Regions from separate parts of the Anser cygnoides genome. Here region 2 is linked to region 1. The links are chromatin contacts, called in public Hi-C maps. All regions are on one chromosome and are shown on one strand. Each heading gives the region's core, a stretch centred on a gene start, on an enhancer-like site or on the middle of the called end of the contact. The rest is flanking DNA. Distances are from core to core; before and after follow the strand shown. Region 1 holds the start of EIF4H (eukaryotic translation initiation factor 4H). Region 2 holds the start of CYB5D2 (cytochrome b5 domain containing 2).

The links. Hi-C and Micro-C count contacts between places; a contact is called where the count stands out from the background.
Region 2: a contact with region 1 is called in a Hi-C map of liver, with 2.2 times the contacts expected there. The contact joins the promoter of CYB5D2 here to the promoter of EIF4H in region 1. A contact is called at or near these places in 2 of 7 Hi-C or Micro-C datasets (both in liver).

What each region holds. Positions count from the first base shown.
Region 1 is chr18:4,562,699-4,566,119 of Taihu_goose_T2T_genome, reverse strand. EIF4H (eukaryotic translation initiation factor 4H) reads left to right here and starts at 1,682. Exons shown (of 6, transcript XM_048067918.2): 1 at 1,682-1,839. The coding sequence starts at 1,781. It overlaps MYBBP1A (MYB binding protein 1a), which reads right to left and starts at 913. Exons shown (of 27, transcript XM_048067905.2): 1 at 704-913; 2 at 487-582. The coding sequence starts at 877.
Region 2 is chr18:4,932,429-4,935,849 of Taihu_goose_T2T_genome, reverse strand. CYB5D2 (cytochrome b5 domain containing 2) reads left to right here and starts at 1,838. Exons shown (of 3, transcript XM_048067920.2): 1 at 1,838-2,084; 2 at 2,680-2,866. The coding sequence starts at 1,859. ZZEF1 (zinc finger ZZ-type and EF-hand domain containing 1) reads right to left here and starts at 1,721. Exons shown (of 55, transcript XM_048067902.2): 1 at 1,154-1,721. The coding sequence starts at 1,516.

The sequences.
Region 1 (3,421 bases), core at 433-2,932:
TTATCAGCTTGTTAGGTGAGATGGGGTCACATCCATGGCAATGACACGTAAAGCTGTATGTATAGACTCAACGTCTGCAACTAAATGTCATGTTATATACTCAAACAGCTTCGAGAAAGTACCCTGAAGCGGGTATTAAAGGGTTGCCTTTTCACATCACCCGCAAAAAGGGCCCAACACCAGAAACAAGTTGCTTTTAAGAAGTCCAAACAGTTCTAAATGCAGCACATGTAAAAAATTGGTCAATTTTTGCAAATTAAGGCTGCCTCCTGAGGCACGACCGAATCCTGCAGCACAAGCGTGATACCGGTGGGTGCAGCTGGCACCTTTACAGGCACGCTGCTGGCCCCACTGAGGCTGTGCAGCGGCCCTGCCCCAGCAGAAGGGCTGCTTCCCTGCCACCTGCCTGCACGGGACGCCAGCAGGGAGCTGCGGGACCCTCACGGCCACCACAGCGCGACCCCCGCGATCGGCCCCGACACTGACCTGCGCCAGGGCCAAGCTGAAGCCCGGCCGGGCGGCCTCGCGGGTGGCTCCCAGTCCTTCCACCAGGCGTTTGAGGGCGTACTTCATCTCTTCGTCCTGAAACAGAGATCCAGGCACGGTTGGGGCCCCGCTCCTCCAGGCACCGAGCACCCCGCGGGGCCCGGCCGCGCCTGCCCCCCTCCAACCCTCTCTCCATCCCTCCCGGTCCCCCCCTCACCTTTCCGCCGTCCCTCAGGTGCCGCAGGAGGTTCTCGGTGGCCGCCAGCCGCACCTCCTGCTCGGGCTTGGCGATGTCCCAGAAGAAATCGAGGAAGGCGCGGCCCTGCCGCAGCACCCCGCGGGGGTCGGCGACACCGCCGCCGCCCGCCGCCCGCTCCGCCCGCTCCGCCATGCCGCCGCCGCCACACGTGGGGCCGCCGCCGCCGCCGGCCCCTGCCCGCTCCTCCTCTTCCGGGGCAGCGGGGACGGATCTGGCCCCGCACCGAGGCTGGCCCCGCACCGAGGCTGGCCCCACACCGGGGGTGTCCCCACGCGGTTTCTGTCCGCACACGGGGGTTGTCCCCGCACCGGGGCTGTCCCCGCACCCAGCACCCGGCGCGCCCCCCTCAGCCCCCTCGCCCCCCTCAGCGCCATCTTCCCGTCCCCGCCCGTCCCTCCCCAGCCCCGGGGGGAAGCGGGGCGCCGTGAGGAGGGGACGCACCCGGTTAAACCCCCGCGGCCGGCCCCGGTTCTCCCCCGCAGCCCCTCAGCGAGGCGCGGGGCTCTCTGAGGGCGGTGCGGGCGCTTGGGAACCGGCGGAGGTCGAGGGAAGGGGGGGGAAGGATCCTGAATGCTTCCAGAAACGTGCAAACAAGAACTCATCACGAACTCCTTTATTATTAATTTTTATTTTTATTTATTTTTGACGAGTACTGAGAGAGCGACCGCTGCGCTCAGCCCCCACACGGCAGGGGCTCCCTGCTGGCTCTCCCCTCGCGCGGCTCCCTCCTTCCCTCCCGGCTCGGCTCCCGCCCCATACCCCCGGCCCCTCGTCCCACAGCGAGCCGCAGCCCCTCAGCGCGGCGGCGGCCCCACGGCACAAAGGCGGCGGGGGCCGCGCTCCACGCCCGCCTGTGACGGCGACTTCCCGACAGGCAGCGGCGCGGGCAGCCCCGCTGGAGGTGCGAGGAGAGGGGGAGCTGGAGACAGGCACCGCGGCGGGCAGCCCCGGCCGGGGCCTCGCCGTATATAAGCGGCGCGGGGTCCTGCGGGCGCGGTCCTGTCACGCTCGCCCGGGGAGGAGGCTGAGGTGGCGATGGCGGATTTCGATCCTTACGACGATCGGGCCTACAGCAGCTTCGGCGGCGGCCGGGGGTGAGCGCGGGGCTGCGGGGGGAGGCTGGGGAACGACCGGGGATCCTCCCTAAGGGAGCGGGGAGGGAGATAGGGAGGGGTGCGCCCCCCCCCCCCCCCCCCTCCGGCCTCCCCCCCCGTAGGCCTGGCGAGGAGGGGGCGCGGCCGGGCCTCGGCCCTGTGGGGATGGGGGGGGGGGGGGCAGGGACGGGCGGGGGGCGCCGCCTCCGGCAGCCTGCTGGCCCCTCGCCTCCCGCCTCGGCTTTGTGGAGGCACGGGGAGGCGGCTGCGGTGGTCTGGGAGGGGGTAAGGGACGTCCCCCCCCTTTCGCTCCGTAGCAAATTTGGGGCCTGGTGGCTGGGGAGAGCCGGGAAGGGGCGGGAGGCGGAGGGTGTCGCTGTGCTCCCGCCGGCCCCGAGGCGAGGGGAGGGAGCGGGGGGGGGGATTTAGGGAGGTGCTGGGCCGGAGCCAAGGTAGGCCGTGAGGAGCTGCAGCAGGGACGCGGCGGGAGGAGGGAGCTGCCCGTGGAGGGCTCGAGGCCCCGGTGCGGGCGGGACGAGCTGGGCACGGCGGAGGGGGGGGAGGGAGCCGCGGCGGCCCCGAGAGCGGGCGGCGTTGTGGTGCCTGCGGCGGGGAGGAAATGGGAGGGCTCTGCGGTGCCTCCGCTCGGGGAGAGCCGGGAGCTGCCGGCCTCTCCTGCCTTATCCCGGCTGCCGGTGCTGGCTCCAGCCCTCGGATCCGTGGGGCTCGGCTCGGCTCTGGAGACTGCACGTGTTTGGGGGGAGCGGGCTGCGGACGCAGTGACCAGCAACTACAGAGTTTGCCTTAAACCACGTTAGGAAGACGCAAGTAGTTAACTTTCTTGAAGGTGGGTGCCGTACAAGTCTGCTCTAAATTAAAACGCCACGTATAAAACTACGAAATAAACTGTATTTGCAAGCAAATGTTAACGAGTATGCTGTTTTTGTCATGTAGTCTTCCGAGATGTTTCCTAATAAGCAGTTCCACTCTCTGCTGTGGTCAGAGGAGTAAATGAGTTTCATTTCTAGGCTGCCCAGGTAGCAGGGAGGCAATACTGCTGAGGCTGTAGCAGGAGTGAGTTGCCTTACATTCAGAAAATCTCTGGCACTTAGGCTCTGTAAACTAATTTTTGTGTGTAAATATCCTCTGTCTAAAGGTGAAATCTCCCCGAGCAAACAGATGGGATAGCCATTCATAGTTTTGCTACTTCTTAAATTCGTAATAGATACATTGACAACTGCCTGAGGTGGCACTTGACACTCATAATTCAGGTGTTACTGTAAAGTAGCAAAATAAAAGTTCAAGTGTTACTTCCATATTCAGATTTCTTTAATAGAGTACTTAAACTTGCTCTCAGGCAAGACTCAGATACTTGCTTTGGTGAACTGAAGGTGAACTGGTTAGTAGATGCTTCTGCAGATGTTTCTGGTAAGTAACTGGGAGCTAATTCAGTAGTTTGGGTGCTACAGGTCCTGAGCTTTGCACAGTCTTGTGTGTAGCGAAAACATGGCTCTTCTTGAAGGCTTTGGTTAAATAATCCTTTGTTATCTTAGGGTGACTTCTTCCCATTTTTAGGTGCTCT
Region 2 (3,421 bases), core at 589-3,088, 370 kb before region 1:
AACGTTAGCTAGAGAGTAAAGCTGCACAACTAAATGCTCTAAATGTTAAGTTCCCCATACCCCTTCCCACAGGTGAAAGGACACTGCTCTCTTCTACCAGTAAAACCTTGTCTCAAGGCCTTCTGCCTGCCGAGGGAACTGGTTGCTTGCTACTACTTGCTTCCAAGTCCTCCAACACTCTAACTTTCCAGCAAGTGACAGGACACCGATGGGACAGTTGGCAATTTCACTGCTGATTTTGAAAAGCAGCGATAAAATTACGCCTAGCAAACTTGGACCTTCCCATTACGAGGTCCCTCTGAGGGATCACTCCCCGGGCTCTCCCAGCTGTGCCACCTGCGCTGGGGGCATCCTCAGGCACACCGCCGACGTAAACGGGCTCCAACTGAGGAGCGGCTGCTGAGCACGGTCACTGGGAGTGGGAACGAGTGGAAGGGACCTCAGCAGGCTGACAGCCGGCCCGACAGCAGCGTGGTGCCTCCAGCCTCGGTGAGCACAGCCCTTTGCCCCAGACCTGCTGTGGATCCTGGGTGGGGCTGACTGGGGTGCCCCGGCCCCTTCACTGCCCCCTAGCCCCTGTCAGCACCCCCCAGCCCCTACAGAATCCTAGAATCACTAAGGTTGGAAAAGGCCTCCAAGATCCTCTGGTCCAACCATTCCCCTACCACCACTATCACCCACTGAACCATGTCCCTAAGCACCACGTCCAACCTTCCCTTAAACACCCCCAGGGATAAGCCACGTCCCTAAGTACCACATCTACCCATTCCTTGAACACCCCCAGGGACGGTGACTCCACCGCCTCCCCAGGCAACCCGTCCCAACGCCTGACCGCTCTTCCTGAGCAGAAATGTCTCCTCATTTCCAGTCTGAACCTCCATCTGAGCCCCCCTTAGCCGCTATGAGGCCCCCAAATCCTCTAGCAGCACCCCCTCTGCCCTCTCAGCATCCCTAGCCCCTATGAGCCCCCCAGACTCTATGAAGCCCCCCTTAGCCCCTAGGAGGCCCCCCAAAGCCTCTAACAGCACCCCCTCTGCCCTCTCAGCATCCCTAGCCCCTATGAGGCCCCATCAGCCCCTATCAGCCCCCCCAGCCCCTCTCAGCCCCCCCAGCCCCCATCAGCACCCCTTTACCCCCCCCCCAGCCCCCTCACCTCCTCGCTCTCGCCCCGGGAGCCCGCTGCCAGGCGGGACACGCTCTCGAGCACCTCGCAGAACTGCTCCAGGCTGACGGCCTCGTCGCCGCGGCTCAGGCGCTCCTCCAGCCAGCGCACCAGCGTGCTGTGGTGCCGCGACACCAGCGGCTCGGGCAGCGCCGTCTCCCGCAGCCGGGCCGTGGCCTCCCGCAGCCGGCCCTGCTCCAGCAGCACCTCGGCCGGCGGCAGCGGCGGCGCCGGGCCGGGGGCGGCGGCGGCCGGGAAGGGGGAACCGGGCTGAGGCGCGGCGGCCGCCCCCTCCATGCCTTCCTCGGCTCCCTCCTCCTCCTCCTCGCTGCTGCGGCTGCCCGCCGTCCCCATAGAGCCCTCCCGGCGGCGCGGCCCGGCTGTCCCTGCCCCTTCTCCTTCTCCTCCTGCCGCCGCTTGCCGCTTCTCGCCCTCCTGCTCCTCGCCCCGCCGCCCCGCCCGGCCCGGCCCGGCCCGGCCCGGCCCGGCCCGCCTTAGTCAGCAACTTCCCGGCCCGGCCGCACCTGTCAGCGCCCGGCCGGCGGCGGCCCCGCCACACTGCCGCCAAGCGCGGCGCGGTGTCGCAAACCCCTCCCCGCCCGGCCGCGCCGCTCTTCCGCGCGACACCCGGCGGGGAGGGAGGGCGGCGCGGCGCCACACCGCCGTGCGGCGCGGAAAGCGTCGCAAAGAGCGGCCATGTGGAGGGGCGCGGCGGTAGCGGCCGCGCTGTGCCTGGGCGCCGCCTGGCTGCTGGGTCGCGGGTTCGAGCCCCGCGGCCGCCTGCTGAGCGCGGCCGAGCTGCGGCGGCACCGCGGCGCTGAGGGCGAGCCCGGCCTCTACCTCGCCCTGCTGGGCCGGGTCTTCGACGTGCAGAGCGGCCGCAAGCACTACGGTCCCGGCGGGGCGTACGAGGGCTTGGCAGGTGCGTGGGGCCGGCTCCGGGGTGTGTGTGTGTGAGGGGGCGCGGGGTTGACCGTCCGGCCCTGGCCGCCCGCAGGGAGGGACGCGAGCAGGGCGCTCGCCACCGGCGACTTCAGCCCCGCGGGCCTGGTGGACGACGTCTCGGCGCTGACCCCGGCGGAGCTGGCCGCCCTCCGCGGCTGGATGGACTTCTACAGCGGCCGCTACGCCTTCGTGGGTAGGGACGGGGCTCCCGGGGCTGCGCCCCGCCGGGCGCTGTGAGGGGGGAACGGGGAGAGCGCTGAGGGGATGGGAGCTGCGGTGGGAGCGAGGGGCAGGGGCTGGGAGGATGGGGGGGGTTTGTGTCTGGAAGTGCCCTTTGGGGTCTGTGAGGGGTCCTGAGCTCGTCCTGCAGGGGTTTGTTAGTGTGGGTACATCACTGTGAGGCCAAAAAATGGGAGGGGTGTAAGCCCAGGCCTGCTGTAAAATGGGGCTCCTGGGAAAATCCTCTGGTGTAGTTCTCTTTTTTCTTTAATTAGCAACAATATAAACCGGTCATATTCCTTGCTTTTCCTTGTTTCCATATTACGGTCTTAATCGATACTCCTCTCTCCAAGGGAAGCTGGTGGGCAGGTTCTATGATGAAAACGGGGCACCGACAGAAGCCCTGCGGCAGGCTGAGGCAGCGATGGAAGAAGGCCTGAAGCTGAAAGCAGAAAGTGACCGCAGGAAGGAGCAGTTTCCACCCTGCAACTCGGAGTGGAGCTCTGCCAAGGGCAGCCGATTCTGGTGCTCCAGGCAGAGGTAAATTCGGCTTTCCTGCCGTTGTGCTCGGAGCCTTTGGAGCAGAGCAGAGCGCTTCTGCCCCTTTGCTTGGACACCCCGAGCTCTGTCATAGCAGGAGTGGCATGGGAAGACGTTCTGGCTCCTTCAGCCACCAGGCTCTGTAGTCTTGGGTGAGCTCTAGTGACTTCCCCACAGAAAACCATAGGTTGATCCTAACGTGCTGAGGGCTGGCATGGCTGGGATATGGCAGCCCTGGTCCCTTCCCCTGTCTGCATTCCTGCGGCTGTGCTTTCTGGCAGAAGCAGAGCCAACCTGCAACGAGCAGTGGTGCTGTTCTCCGCTGTGCCAGGTTTAACCGCTGCTGCTGTGTGAATAGAGGTTTCCTCTGCTGGTTCAGCAGGAGCTGAAAGCCTCCATGCAGGCTGGATGAATACACAGGTGCAGGCTTGGCTGGTCAGTGTTTTCAAGTGGGAGGTAGCAGAGAGGAGCTCTGCTCACTGACCTGGTAAGTGGGCAAAAGGAAAATAAAATTTCCTCCTTATAGTTGGCACTTCCAGGAAATTTGTTTCTGAG